2 separate regions of the Rattus norvegicus genome follow, and region 2 is linked to region 1. Evidence: chromatin contacts called from public Hi-C data. All regions are on one chromosome and are shown on one strand. The core of a region is the stretch at or near the end of the contact, and the rest is flanking DNA. Distances in the headings are between cores, read along the strand shown.

What was found. A called contact is a pair of places that touch in the nucleus more often than the background predicts.
Region 2: a contact with region 1 is called in a Hi-C map of kidney, with 5 times the contacts expected there. The contact joins the enhancer-like site here to the promoter of Elovl6 in region 1. A contact is called at or near these places in 9 of 12 Hi-C or Micro-C datasets (Schwann cells, frontal cortex, hepatocytes and 5 more) and 1 of 1 datasets of contacts at active chromatin or transcription factors (oligodendrocytes).

The regions. Positions count from the first base shown.
Region 1 is chr2:220,732,622-220,739,511 of GRCr8, forward strand. Elovl6 (ELOVL fatty acid elongase 6) reads left to right here and starts at 5,474. Exons shown (of 5, transcript NM_134383.3): 1 at 5,474-5,530; 2 at 5,681-5,801. The coding sequence starts at 5,713.
Region 2 is chr2:220,901,472-220,907,982 of GRCr8, forward strand. Egf (epidermal growth factor) reads right to left here. Exons shown (of 24, transcript NM_012842.2): 21 at 3,648-3,815; 22 at 606-723. Among named protein-coding and RNA genes, the nearest start is that of Egf, 72 kb to the right of the region's middle. Within about 2 kb of position 4,965, at least 1 of the 93 cell types and tissues checked has an H3K27ac peak or open chromatin away from gene starts, as enhancers often do. A contact at or near this core is called in kidney, where this site is marked.

The sequences.
Region 1 (6,890 bases), core at 4,224-6,723:
TTTGTGGAACAGCCTCTGTGTGTGTGTGTGTGTGTGTGTGTGTGTGTGTGTGTGTGTGTGTGTGTACAGAGAATTTCAGAGAATTTCGATGGGCTGGTGAGGTTGCATAGCCGGCAAAAGCAATCAGTGCTCAAGCCCAATTCCTGGGACCAAAGTAAGGGTGAAAGGAAAGAACTGACTCCTCAAAGTTGCCCTCAGACCTACACACACACACACACACACACACACACACACACACACACACACACACACACACACACACCATGAACCACTCACAAAATAATAACAGCTTAATATTTTCAAGAAAATAAATAGGTTCAATTTTCTTTTTTAAAGATGTATTTGTTTATTTAATGTACACAAGGGCTCCATCTGCATATACACCTAGACGCCAGAAGAGGGCATCAGATCACACTATAGATGGTTGTGAGCCACCATGAATCTGGTTGTTGGGGATTGAACTCAGGACCTCTGGAAAAACAAACTGTGCTCTTAACCACTAAGCCATCTCTCCAGCCCCAGGTTCAGTTTTTAAAACTTTAATGCCAACTATAATCTGCCAGTTATGTTGGACACCAGCTACGCATATTCAATATTAACCAGTCATCTAGTTATGTGTTAGGAACGAACACACAAGAAAGCTTTTCATAATGATTCTTACTCGCACTCTGGGCTTTCTCCCAGCATCCTTTTCCATGTTTCCCACCCACTGGGGACCAAGCACTCCAATGGCCAAACCTACAGGGGGCAGTCTTATTCAAAACACTATATATTACAAAAACCTTGCTGGCCTTGGAATGTTAAATAAGTCTGGAAAACACCAGACTGTGGTGGCGCACTCCTTTAATCCCAGCACTTTGGGAAGCAGAGGTGGGCGGATCTCTATGAGTTCAAGACCAGCCTGGTCTACAAAGTAAGTTCCAGGACAGTTAGGGCTGTTGAATGTAGAAATCCTGCCCTGTAACAAACAAAAACAAACAAGCACGACCATTTTAAATGTTTTATTCCTAAAATTATGTTACATATAAAAGCTTTTGGTGTTTCTTTTTTAGGTAGATAAGTGTCTCATTATTTTCTCTACTGCCCAACTAATTTCTGTTGATTTTTTTTTAAATGAAATACAAGTACTTTGGACAATTCAAGTAGTGAAGCAAAATAAACAGTGGGAACGTTACATAAGAACTCCGATAGACAGTCTGCTTCCTGCTCTGCACCAAATATGTAAAGCCACAGCAAATCACTGTGGCTTTTGTTTGTTGCGAGTAGCACAGGTTAGCCCCCAAGCTCACTAGGTAACTGAAATTACCTGTCTGGAATTTCTGATCCTTCCGTCTCTTACTCCCCAGGGCTAAGATTGCAGGCATATATATACCATCACACTTGGCAAATCTGGGGGTTTTCTTTAGAAAAAAAAAAAAAGAATACGCACAGTAGGTCACCCTGCCCCCATCTTTCTTTCTATCCAGACGGGGTCTGTCTGTGTCATCTAGGCTGCAAGCTGTACAAGAATTTGCTTGTGTCTGTACCTCAGGCTTGCCTTGAATGTATGCTCCTCTCATCTTACTCTCTGGAAGGCTGGCATTATTACCCCGTGACTCTCACACCAGGCCTGTGTCACGTCTTCATCTTCCTTACACATGCAGCGGAAGCTAGGCCCGATGGTGTACACCTGTGACCTTAGCTACTCTGTAAACTGAGGCAGGAAGATCCCGGCTTCTTCTTTTTTTTTTTGTTTTGTTTTGTTTTGTTTTGTTTTGTTTTGTTTTGTTTTGCTTTGTTCTTTTCAAGGCACAATTTCTGTGTAGCCCTGACTGTTCTAGAACTCCCTCTGTAGACCAGGGTGGCCTTGAACTCAGAGATCTGTCTTCCAGTGCTGGGATTAAAGGTCCGTGTTACCACCGCCCGGGCAGGAGGATCACGACTTCAAGGCAAGTTTATGTATTTGAGTGAAACCATCCTCAAAATGAATATTAAAACCACACAAGATCCTTCCTCATCTGAACATGCTTTCAGTGCCTCTGCCCACCCCCCACCGCTGCATCGTAGTTAGATGAGATCTCAATATCTTAGTTCATTTAGGTCCCAAGGTTAGGACCTCTCCATTCTCCAGTCATATCACCCACGGGTGGGTGGCTCTGTTAGGGCACTGGTTGATATGACACTCCTGGTCCTATAATATATTCTTTATCAATAACCTGACAGCATTTCATCCTCAATCCTGCAAATTCAAAGTAATCAATTGCTTTCATTTTTGGAGACCAGGTACCGTTTATATCTTATTCTGACTAGAAACTGCTATGTGAGCCAAGGGGTGGTGATGCAGGCCTTTAATCCCAGCCCTCAGGAGGCAGAGGCAGGTGGGTCGCTGTGAGTTTCAGGCCGGCTTGGTGTACAGAGTGAGCTCCAGGAAAGCCAGGGTTACTGGGTGAAACCAGTATCTCGAAAAACAAACAAAAACAAAAGCTATGTGCGAACCCTCTACCCCCTTTATCAGTATCACAGGGCTTTTGCATTTGGTCCCCGTAAAACTGTAGCAGGTGGGTGGCTCTATGTTAGGGCACCTATCTGTGTCGATAGGGCATTCCTGGTTCTGTGCAGTATGCTGTTTAATTTTAATCTTTGTGTTTCACTCTAGAAACTCTCAACAGTAGGCAGCAGCTGGAAGCTTACATCATCGAAGTTGGGCAAAGAGCAAAGAGAAGTTGAAGTGGTACAGAGTCTTTAAACTTTCAAAGCAGACCTCCAGGAACACACTGCCCCAACAAGGCCAGGATCCTAAGACTCCCCGAAACAACACCACCAACTGGGGACCAAGCACTCCAAAGGCCAAACCTACAGGGGCATTCGAATCACTATATATTACATAAACCTTGCTGGCCTGAAGCTCTCTCTGCTTGTAGACCAGGCAGGCCTCAGGCTAGTGGTGATCTGGCCTCTGCCTTCCTAGGGCTGGGATTACATTGGCCGAGCCTGGCTTTAGTTCCTTTTCCCACTCTTCTGGTGTCTCCCTCACTCAATCATCCAATCACTTTACCAACAAGCAAGATGGCTCAGGCCCTGGCATTAGGCTGAAGTCTTTCTTTCATCAGCCACCTCCACCTTTCAGACTGATTTTGCCAAGTGTTCAGTCTTGGGCCTTCTTCAAAGTCATTCAGGGTGACCTGACACATGGCCCTGTAAGAGCAATCCCTACCCAAAGAGATAAGGGAATCTTTACATGGAATCTTTGAGGTTTGTCAGGGGACACTAATGCCCTAATCATCAACCAGACCTCTGCCTGATGTAATACTCTACAGGATTTCTTTTAATGCTGATTTATTTATTTACTCTGTATGTCTGTGTCCTCTCTCTCTCTCTCTCTCTCTCTCTCTCTCTCTCTCTCTGTGTGTGTGTGTGTGTGTGTGTGTGTGTGTAGGCAGGGTTGCTTCCTTGTGCAGGGGAGCAGGTGCATGTGGCCGAGGCCAGAGCTACAATGGAGTGTGCCATTCTCAAGACGACTCCCTCTTCATTTTAGAGACAAGGTCTACTGATCTCAAAGCTCCTATTTTACATTTGCCTGGCTGACCAGCAAGCATCAGGAACTTCCTGTCTCAGCCTCAAGGATAGCCTTACAGGCAGAAGCTACCCTTAGCTAGCCTTTTGTAGGTTCTAGGAATCTGAACTTGAGTCCTCATGCTGAGCCATTTTTCCCAAAGTGATGGCAACACCCCTTTAATTCCAGCACCAGGGGGGCAGAGGCAGGCAGATCTAGGAGTTGGAGGCGACATTGGTCTACAGAGCAATTTCCAGGATAGCCAGGGATACTCAGAGAACCCTGTCTCAAAAAGACAAAAATCCAATGACATAAAAACTCCAGGCGTCATTCTGTATCCCTGGCTGACCCGGATCTTGTTACTAGACCAGGCTAGTCTCAAACTCACAAAGATCCACATGCTTTTGACTCCAGATTGTATTAGGATTAGGGGTATTCTCTCCCCTGTCCCCCGCTTTAGACTGGGGGGTGGGGCAAGGATGTCACTGTGAAGTTCAGTCTCACCTTGAATTTCTGGCAATTTTACTAGCACCAATCTTCCTGCCTCAGCCTCCAATGTCTTGCTGGGATTAATCTAACTCTGAATGAAGTGCTTACTCTTCATTTTAGTTGGTATGTGGGGAAATGTACACCATAGAGGATAATTTCTTTCTGGTTCTAATGTACATATTTTTAAACTAAGTAGGTTATTAGCTGGGCTGTGGTGGCTCAGGCCTTTATCCCAGAACTTGTGAGTGAGGAAGAGGCAGGCGGATCTCTGAGTCTGAAACCAGCCTGGTCTACAGAACCAGTTCCAGGACAACCAGGGCTACACAGAAAAACCAAAAACATTTAAAAAAAAAAAAAAAAAAGGGTTGGGGACTTAGCTCAGTGGTAGAGCGCTTACCTAGGAAGCGCAAGGCCCTGGGTTCCGACCCCAGCTCCGAAAAAAAGAACCAAAAAAAAAAAAAAAACAAGATAAAAAAAATCCATCTTGAAAAATCACAAACTTTAAAAATATAAACTAGTAGGTTGCCATATTGCTCTCACTTCGTTCTTCCTTTAGGAAATGAAAATACCATTCCCGGGAAAATAAGAGGAGTGTTTGGGAAAGGTAAGGTTAAAACGATATTGCTGTGAGCTGGTGTTCAGCGGGATCAGCATTACGTTCACCCCTCTCCTACATTAATTTGTTCTTCCTAATTTCACAAGAATAAGGCAGAACTAAAGTAACTCATACAGGTTTTGGTATTAGACCAGTAGGTCTAATTCTGTATGCTAAATTCCTTTCCTCCATTGTTCAATAATATCCCCTCCAGGTAGCCAAACCCTCCATCTAACTCTTTCTTGCCCTTCCACGTCTGCCTTCCAGTCACCCTTGACTTCCCAAGTCATCTTCCTCAGGATCCTATCTGCACACGACCTTAAGGTTCCGCGGGCCACCTGGCCCTGTGGTCAAGGTAAATCCACGCCTAAGCTGCCCGGTAGAGGTGGTCTCAGAAAGTGCTGCGGGGTCGAGGGGGTGAGGAGAGAGCTCGTACGACGTGACCCTCTCATTCATTTGCCTGGAGTTCTCATGCCAGAGGCCTGGCAGGTTCTACTATTTCCCAATCGTTTACTCGCCAAGATTTCGGGTCCACGGGCCTCCCGGCTGCGCCTCGCACGCTGAAACTTCATTCAAAGGCCAGGCAGGGAGGCCCACGAGGTGGTAAATGGGCTGATGGATGACCTCAAGGCCACTTCCTCCCTCTTGGCGCCCTTCCCCCAGTCCACTGACCACCTTCTTGTAAACAAAACTGTCCCCCAGGGCGAGGGGAGGTCTTGCTCTTCTGCGCCCTCTCGCGCAAAGGGTTAATTTTCCGGATCGCACGAGGGGGAGGAGATTTCCCTGTAGACGAGTAAAAAGCGTGATGGACAAACGTGCGGGCACTAAGACCGCAAGGCATTCATTTCCTCCTACGGTGGATGCGGACGCTGGGAGGAGAGCCCCTGAGCTAGGAGCTGGGAGCCGAGGCGCAGGCAATGCTCAACCCTGGATGTAGCTGAGGCTGGGAGAGAGATCGGCCAGGAGACTGACGGCGGGGCAATACCTAGGGGGGTGGGTGGGGGAAGCAGACAGGAGAGCACTCAAAATAAAAGGCTCTTTACAGATTTTTTTATTTTGTATAGAGAACACGTAGCGACTCCGAAGATCAGCCCCAATGAACATGTCAGTGTTGACTTTACAAGAATATGAATTCGAGAAGCAGTTCAACGAGAATGAAGCCATCCAATGGATGCAGGAAAACTGGTAGGTGATGCTTTCGCGTGATACTGTCCCCGGGAGTGCATTAATGTCGGTATTCCCAGTCTGAGCGTGAGCGGAGCGATGGATTGCCGGCGGTAGCCAGCAGATCGCGGAGTTCTAGGGTCTCATGTCTGCAGGAGACTCTGAGGCTGCATGAAGCGTGTGTTTTGGGGGTGCCCTGTGTGAGCTGCGGCCACGCGGGCATCTTTGTGTAGATTATATAACGTAGAACGTATAATATGTGTACTTGGAATGATTTACGGAGGACGGAGGCATGTTACAATCCAGCTACCCCACCTGTGCTGTCTGTCTCCCTGCTTTCGCTTAGATTTGGGGGTTCTGCTTGGCCTCCCGCAACTGGAGCGTGCAAGGCTGTGGAGGGAGGACCGGGTCTTCTCTCCCTTTAACCCTCTTCAGCCCGCCTCTCTCTGGTCCTTTCCCTCTCCCCATCCCTCGTGTCCTTCCTTTCTCCTTGTAGTTCTTCCACTTTACTGCCCTCCCTTGACTGCCGCCTCCAGCCATAGATGCCCAAGGGTCCTGGACCCCTTCCCCACTCAGATTACTTTCCGGTTTCATAAAGACATCGGGGAGGAGGGGACAATGAAAACTGCAATAAAAATGAATGAACCGGAGCAAGTGGAGCCACGCCATTATTAAGTTTCTGTGTAAAGGAAACGCCTTTTGGACACGCTTGTCTGTGCGGAGCGCCAGTTTAGGTACTAGGAGGCTCTTGCCCGGCAGTCTTGGAGGTCTTTCCCCAGAACTTCGAATGCTGGAAAACATCTTGTTTACTGAGTTCCTCCTGTCAGTCTTGAAAAAAAATCCCTGTGTGGGAGGCGATCCAGTGTCACCTTGCAATATTTAAGAAGGGAGCTCCCTCCTTCCCGTAGACTGAGCAGTGTTGGAGACCTTTCCCTCTGGTTTAGTGCGAGCCCCACGACCTCCCCACCCCCACCCCACCACCCCCTCTGCGCAGCGGCCGGCCCTCGGGGGGCTTCCGGACTCGGGGAGGTTCCGCTGCCGCGTGCGAGGGCGCTCGCGACCTGCCTTCCCTCCCTCCATTCATCAATGGGAAACCGGAGACGCCGGCGC
Region 2 (6,511 bases), core at 3,715-6,214, 170 kb after region 1:
GTTTTTGCTGTTTCTCCTCCGGGGTTGGGAACTCAGCTCTCCACAGCTCCCTCTGACGTGTGCAGCGGCAGTTGGTGTGGACGGCAGTTATGACAGCTGGGGGCCAGCTCTGCAGTCCCGGCTTCTGAATGAAGCTCGGAGCCAACAAGCTGCTTGCCACCGCAGAGTGGAATTCTTTGATGCTTTTAAATTTAATTTTACTTTTTTATTTAAAAGAGACACACACGCAGAAACCATTTCTCCTCTCCCATGAGTTAAATGAGATTATTTAAATTGCAATCTAAATCTATCGTCTGTGAAGTGCAATGCAGGTAATTTAGCTATCCACACAGAACTCAAGGAACGGGGCACTGCCCATGTCCCAAATCATTTATGAAGAAGACAGATCTTAGCATCTTCAGAAAGCTCTGCTGAAGAAGAACAGTTATACAGATGAGGAGGAAGTTAAAAGCACTTGTTGAAGACTGGCTGGACGCTAAAAGACATTTTGAGAGCAGCTAGCAGCCGGAACAGATTTCAGTCTCTCTGAACATCAGGAAGAAAGAGGAAAACGAAAAGGATTCTTATCAAGCAATTCTTAGCTCCCTGTACTTTAATAACATTACCCAAGGTTGGGGACCAGAAGACACCCCAGCCCCGCTGCTGTCAGGCCCGTTACTGCTCACGTTGCTGCTTGACTCTTCGGAAGGCTTCTTTGAGCTCTCTGATAGCTGCTTCCGAGTCCTAAGAAAAAGCCAAACAAACAAACAAACAAACAAACAAAACAAGAACCCTGAGACAATCTCAAGATAAAAACGAAATACCTGTCCCACTCGGTGATAACCCGGAGCAACTCCTGTCAAATTAGATCTACAGATGGTGCATACCTGGCCAGGCACACGAAAACCTCAGTCCTGTCCCGTATGCAGCTCTAGGGGGCAGTGCCGCTAAGCAAATAGCTATAGAGACGCTCAGGGACTTAGGCAACTCTGGATGCATTGTAACCACACGACAGCTCTAACACGCTCTTTCAATAGTTCTTATCATGTGTGTGTGTAAACACAGGTTTGTGTATGTGCACCTGTAGGGAAGTGTGCCCTCGTGTGGAGGTGAGAAGTGGAAACGTCTTTCTCAATTGCTCTGTGTGTTATTTTTTGAAACAGCATCTCCAGCGAACCCAGAGTTTGCCAATTCCGCTAAGCTGGCTGGTCATGAGGCCCCATGGATTCCCCCTGCTTCTGTCCCCCAGAGTTGCAGATATAAGTACACAGTGTGCCCTGCTTGACTTTCCTGTATCGTATTGTGTTGTATCGTATTGTGTTGTATCATAGTATGTTGTATTGTGTTGTGTTGTGTTGTATTGTGTTGTGTTGTGTTGTATTGTATTGTGTTGTCTTGTATTGTATTGTATTGTGTTGTGTTGTATTGTATTGTGTTGTGTTGTGTTATATTGTGTTGTGTTGTATTGTATTGTATTGTGTTGTGTTGTATTGTATTGTGTTGTGTTGTGTTATATTGTGTTGTGTTGTGCTATATTGTGTTGTGTTGTGTTGTACTGGATCGTGTTGTATTGTGTTGTATTGCATTGCATTGCATTGCATTGTATAACCTGGGTACTAAGAGCTGAACTTGGGTCCTTAGGCTCGTATGGCAAACACTTTACTGACTGAGTCATTTACATGGGCCCTTCATCATTTTTATTATTGGACTATGGCAGTTGGAAGCTAAAATACCACCAGCCATTAGCCACTAGCTTTCAATCCTCACCCGCCGCCGCTCAGGCGTGCTTACTGACGCGTCCATGAAGTCAGAGCACTCCAGAAGCCGGGGGGAAAGAATCATGAGTTTGAGGCTAGTCCAGGTTACATGGAAAGACTTTGTCTTTCAAAATAAAAAGATCCAAATTTCTAAAAAATATTAAGTCACGTGTTAATACATCAAAAACCAAAAATAATTATATCATGCATTAATTTAAAATTTTCTTTTCATTTCTTTCAGGATATTGTCTTGCTATATATGTATATACGTATACTTGTTTGTGTATGTTTGTATATGTATATGTGTGTATATATGTATATGTGTATATGTGTATATATGTATATATGTTTTTCTGGATATCCTGGAACTTACTCTGTACACCAGGATGGTCTCACAGAGATCCATCTGCCTTTACCCCTGCCTCTGCCTCCTGAGTGCTGGGATTAAAGGTTTGCACCACTATGACTTGGGAAGCTTTTTGGGTTTCCTTCATTTTTTGTTTATTTCATTTTTTGCTTTTTACATCTATTTTTGTTTGACATTCTTTCCAGAAGAGTAAGCCACTGATAACTTAACATTCTTTCTACAGACATACAGAATCCAAATAATAGGCTAAAAACGTGGTTATACTGATAGGCCACCACGTTAAAGTTCAAGAGTTTCCCCGGGTCTCTCGTCCCCCAAAGGTGTTGGAGAAGGTTTTCAGGTAAAGCCTCTTATTGGGAAGATCACTGTTCACAGAAAACAATAGTAGCTTCAGGTGGCATTTGCTATTCCCAATACACCAGGCCTATGGAAACTTTTTTTTTTTTTTTCCGGAGCTGGGGATCGAACCCAGGGCCTTGCACCTGCTAGGCATGCGCTCTACCGCTGAGCTAGATCCCCAACCCCTATGGAAACTCTTAACTCACACTAACTCAGTCTCACAGTAGCTCTCAAAAGAACTACTGTTTCCCCACACCTCATAACCAAGAAAGCCAATGCCCACAAACAAGGGACATGCCCACCACACAGACAGGCGCTGACTTGAACCTGAAACTCACAAGTTGGTTCCAGAGCCGACGCCGTTTACTGCTCCAGCTATAGCAGGGGCTTCAGGGAGCGCCTGGGCTGACTGCGCTCAGTTTCCCAGGAGATAACACAGTTTAACTTGAGTGCCTGCTCAGCTTTGGTAAATGTGGCTGGATATTTACCTTCTGATGGCGGTAGGCACTTTACACATCCCCAAAAGCTGACACCTGGCAGACAGGTGGGCCAGGGGACAGTTTTATAAAGTCCCTCAGCCCAAGCCTGTTTATTTTAACTGTTATAACACTTCCTAAGCTGTTTCAACTGATGATAGTGTGACATCATCCTTTAAAGGAATGGAACAGGAGCACTGAAGACACCTGCTCCCCGACACTAAGGTGGGGCTTTTACATGAAATGCAGGCCACCATCTCAGTTTTAAAACCCGTAACTTTAAATTACTGAAAACAAAACCCAATGACCAGAATTCCTTTCCAAGTAGGGAAGACCATGTTTTTTCTCTAACAAAAAGTAGGTTTTGTGGGTAATTATCAGCAGGCAACCATGAAAAACTATAGTGATGCTGGCTGATGTGGGCACAGGATGCTAAGTGAAGAGACTGGACTGCAATGGTGCATTGTGGGAGATAAGCAGATCTGACGTGAGGGTGTAGCTCAGTCCTCAGCATCACCAAAACAGATGATCACAAACCTTATACATGTGCAGTGTCTGGGAAGGAAAAGGCGGAGCGTTGATGTTTCAGTGCAGCGAAGTCCAGGCTTTTGAAAAGGGCTTACCCTGCTTTTAAATGCAGTATTTTGCTCAAGTTCATCCCAAGGAAGCATGCATTCCCTGGGGGAGCTTAGAGAAAGGGTGTCAGGTTTCATGGTAAAGAATCGTTACCTGTAGTAGTAAGTCCCCCACATCCCTAAGAGGAGCAGCAGGGCCAGCGCCACCACACAGACAGACACCACAGTGATGTCGTGCCTCTGCCCGTAGTCAGCATGGCGCAGCTTCCACCAACGTAAGTCTCGGTGCTGACATCGTTCTCCAATATAGCCAATGACACAGCTGTTGATGACACACAAACAGAGGTCAACCGGAGGCCCCTGGCACCCAATTGTCACAAATTCAATACGCATGGTCTCTGATCTTGCACCTTTCTAGATGCAGTTTGTGATGTCAGCTGAAAGTACTGATTCACACAGCAGCATGCACATTGCCCCTCACAGGCTTTCGCCTTTTCTCAGCCCGTCTTTCGGATGATGGGCAGCTATTTGCACACCGTCTCTATAAGGCATGACAGAGCACCAACTACAAATAAACCCTCAGGCCAAAGTCCTAAGGAGACCCCCTTTCTGAACCAACACAAGCCAGGAGACAGCTGGAGACAGATGTCTGGTCAGACTGCAGCAGTCCCAGGTCAAAGGAAAGAACCAGAAGGCAAAGACCCTTGTTGAACACCAGGCTGTAACAGAAGTGCACACACAGCCCCTGCACTGGAAGCAGAGCCCCTTAGGCTAAGGAGGGGCTGTTTGCTTCTGTAAAACTCACCACTAGCCCAAGAGAAAATGTGGGGAAAGAAATAGAGACATAAGAGGTGGGGAGCTATTCTGAAGGAAAGGGGCCATTTGCCTATAACTCCTTACTGTCCCAAGAGATTGTCGCTATATCTGTCAGACACCAGCTTGTTAACAGTGCTCTCGAGTAAGCGAAGCAATGCTGCCACCTACTGGAACTGCTTGTTTCCAGAAACCAGCGCTCAGAGACAACTGTGTTTTCTTCACGCGAGAATTAACTTTTTAGAAATGTCCCATTAAAATTCCCTTCTCTTAGCCCAAGATCTACCACCAACCCCTCCATTTCTCCACTTCATTCTAAAAGAACCGGAGGGATGAATGCACAGAAATGACGCCAGCAGCTCTGGTGGGAAGACACAGCATGGGAGAATGCTGCTGAAAGTTCCAGAAGGTCTGGAGTCTCTTCCCTAATTCTACCTTTGGCCATCGTGAGAAAGGGTAAGCTCACTTCTTCAGGAGGGAAGAAAAGGAGCAATACTTATTAGTCACCATGACGATACATTTCTCTCTCTCTCTCTCTCTCTCTCTCTCTCTCTCTCTCTCTCTCTCTCAGACGCCTCCTCTTTTACAGGGATGGAAACGGACTCAGCATTCAATGATTTGCATGAGGTCACACGGTTAATGATTGGCAGGTCTGACGCGCTTGGTTCTGAGATGTCAAAACCTGTTCTGTCTGGTGCACTGTTGTTTCTTTTACCAAGCTTCCTGCTCTACTCACCTCTAAATGGACCATGGAAGGGATGGAAGGCAGGAGCTGAGGTGGGGCCTAAAGGTTGCTCAGGCTTCCTGGGGCCTCTTTTTAATTCTAGCTCACTTGGTTTTAGCTCTTTACTGACAATCCCTAATAGTTGTTTTTTAAAACTGTTAGATGCTAATGGGCTCCACTTGTAAATCGAAGTGACCTGGGGTCTTTGTGTCCTGTCCATGGCAGTCAAATGACCAGTGCTTCTTCAAAGGGTGGGGCACAGCCAGGGGTCTTTGGATTATCTGAATTATTAGTTAGTTTGGCTAAACCAAACAGAAGGTTCCTTGGATAAACCCATTTGAGTGTCCATGGCCAAACACTATGAAGTCACTCTACACCAAGTAAGGGTAAAACACCTTTTAAGTGAGTTGTGGTCACAAATCCACGAGGAATGGAAGAGCCGGAAGCATTCTCCAACCACATCCATCCTTAAGAAACTTCACAAGCCTGCTGTAGGGGTTGCAGCCCTGGAAAAACATGTGTCGGAAGGATGTTTGACCAAAGGCAAATGGGAAGGAATGAAGGCCTCCTCTGAGCTCCAGAGTTGGAATGTCCCCAGGATTCAGGGACATATAGGGAACCAGTGGGTGTGGGTGCTTCAGGCCCTACTCCCCTACCTCAGGCCAAGGCTCTGCATCTTGCTCCCATCAAGGAAGGAAGGGCCTCTAGAAGCCGCCCTGTGCAGAAAGACCAGGGACTGTCTGCACTGACAGGAAGCCCCTGAGGTTTGCTACTGCAGAATGCAGAGATGTGAGGGAGGCTGACAGGACAAACAGGGCAAAACATTGAAAACCTGCTAAACCACATTTTTATCAAATCAATTCAACATAAAGTTTTGCCCCAAATGACTGTGGACACCAGTGACTTTAAACATTGCTTTTGGTTAACGGTCCTTAAACGTGAGGGACATCTTCAGCTGTGGCCTGTTTAAGGCAGGGCCTCCTGTGACCCAGGCTGGCCTTGAATGGAATGACCAAGAATTCCTGATTCCTCCACTACTACCCCCCAAGGAGTCTGGGACTGCGGCTGTGCTCCTAGGCCTCTGCCCAGCTCCAGCTTAACTTGTGTAAAACACAACAGAAGAAAGATGATGTTTTCATAGGGACTGAACAATAAAAGGAAGTGTGTTGATGAATCGGCAGGATCAGATTAGAAGGAAAACTGCTATGACACTGTGATGTGCACTCTGGCCTTTAGAATTCTTCATACTACAACAGTTCTCTGGCGACCTAAAGCTAACTATCATAAAGGAAATAAGCCATAGACAATCAATAACACATCCAGTTCTGTAATTTTATAGGATTAAGTGCTAGATAAAAACCATTTGATTGCTAACATTAACTATTAATTAAAAGTGAATTATTATGCTATACTTGAAAGCATCTTGAGTTATAAAATCATGGCATGGAATATTAACTCAAAAGCAGAGTCCTACTAGAATC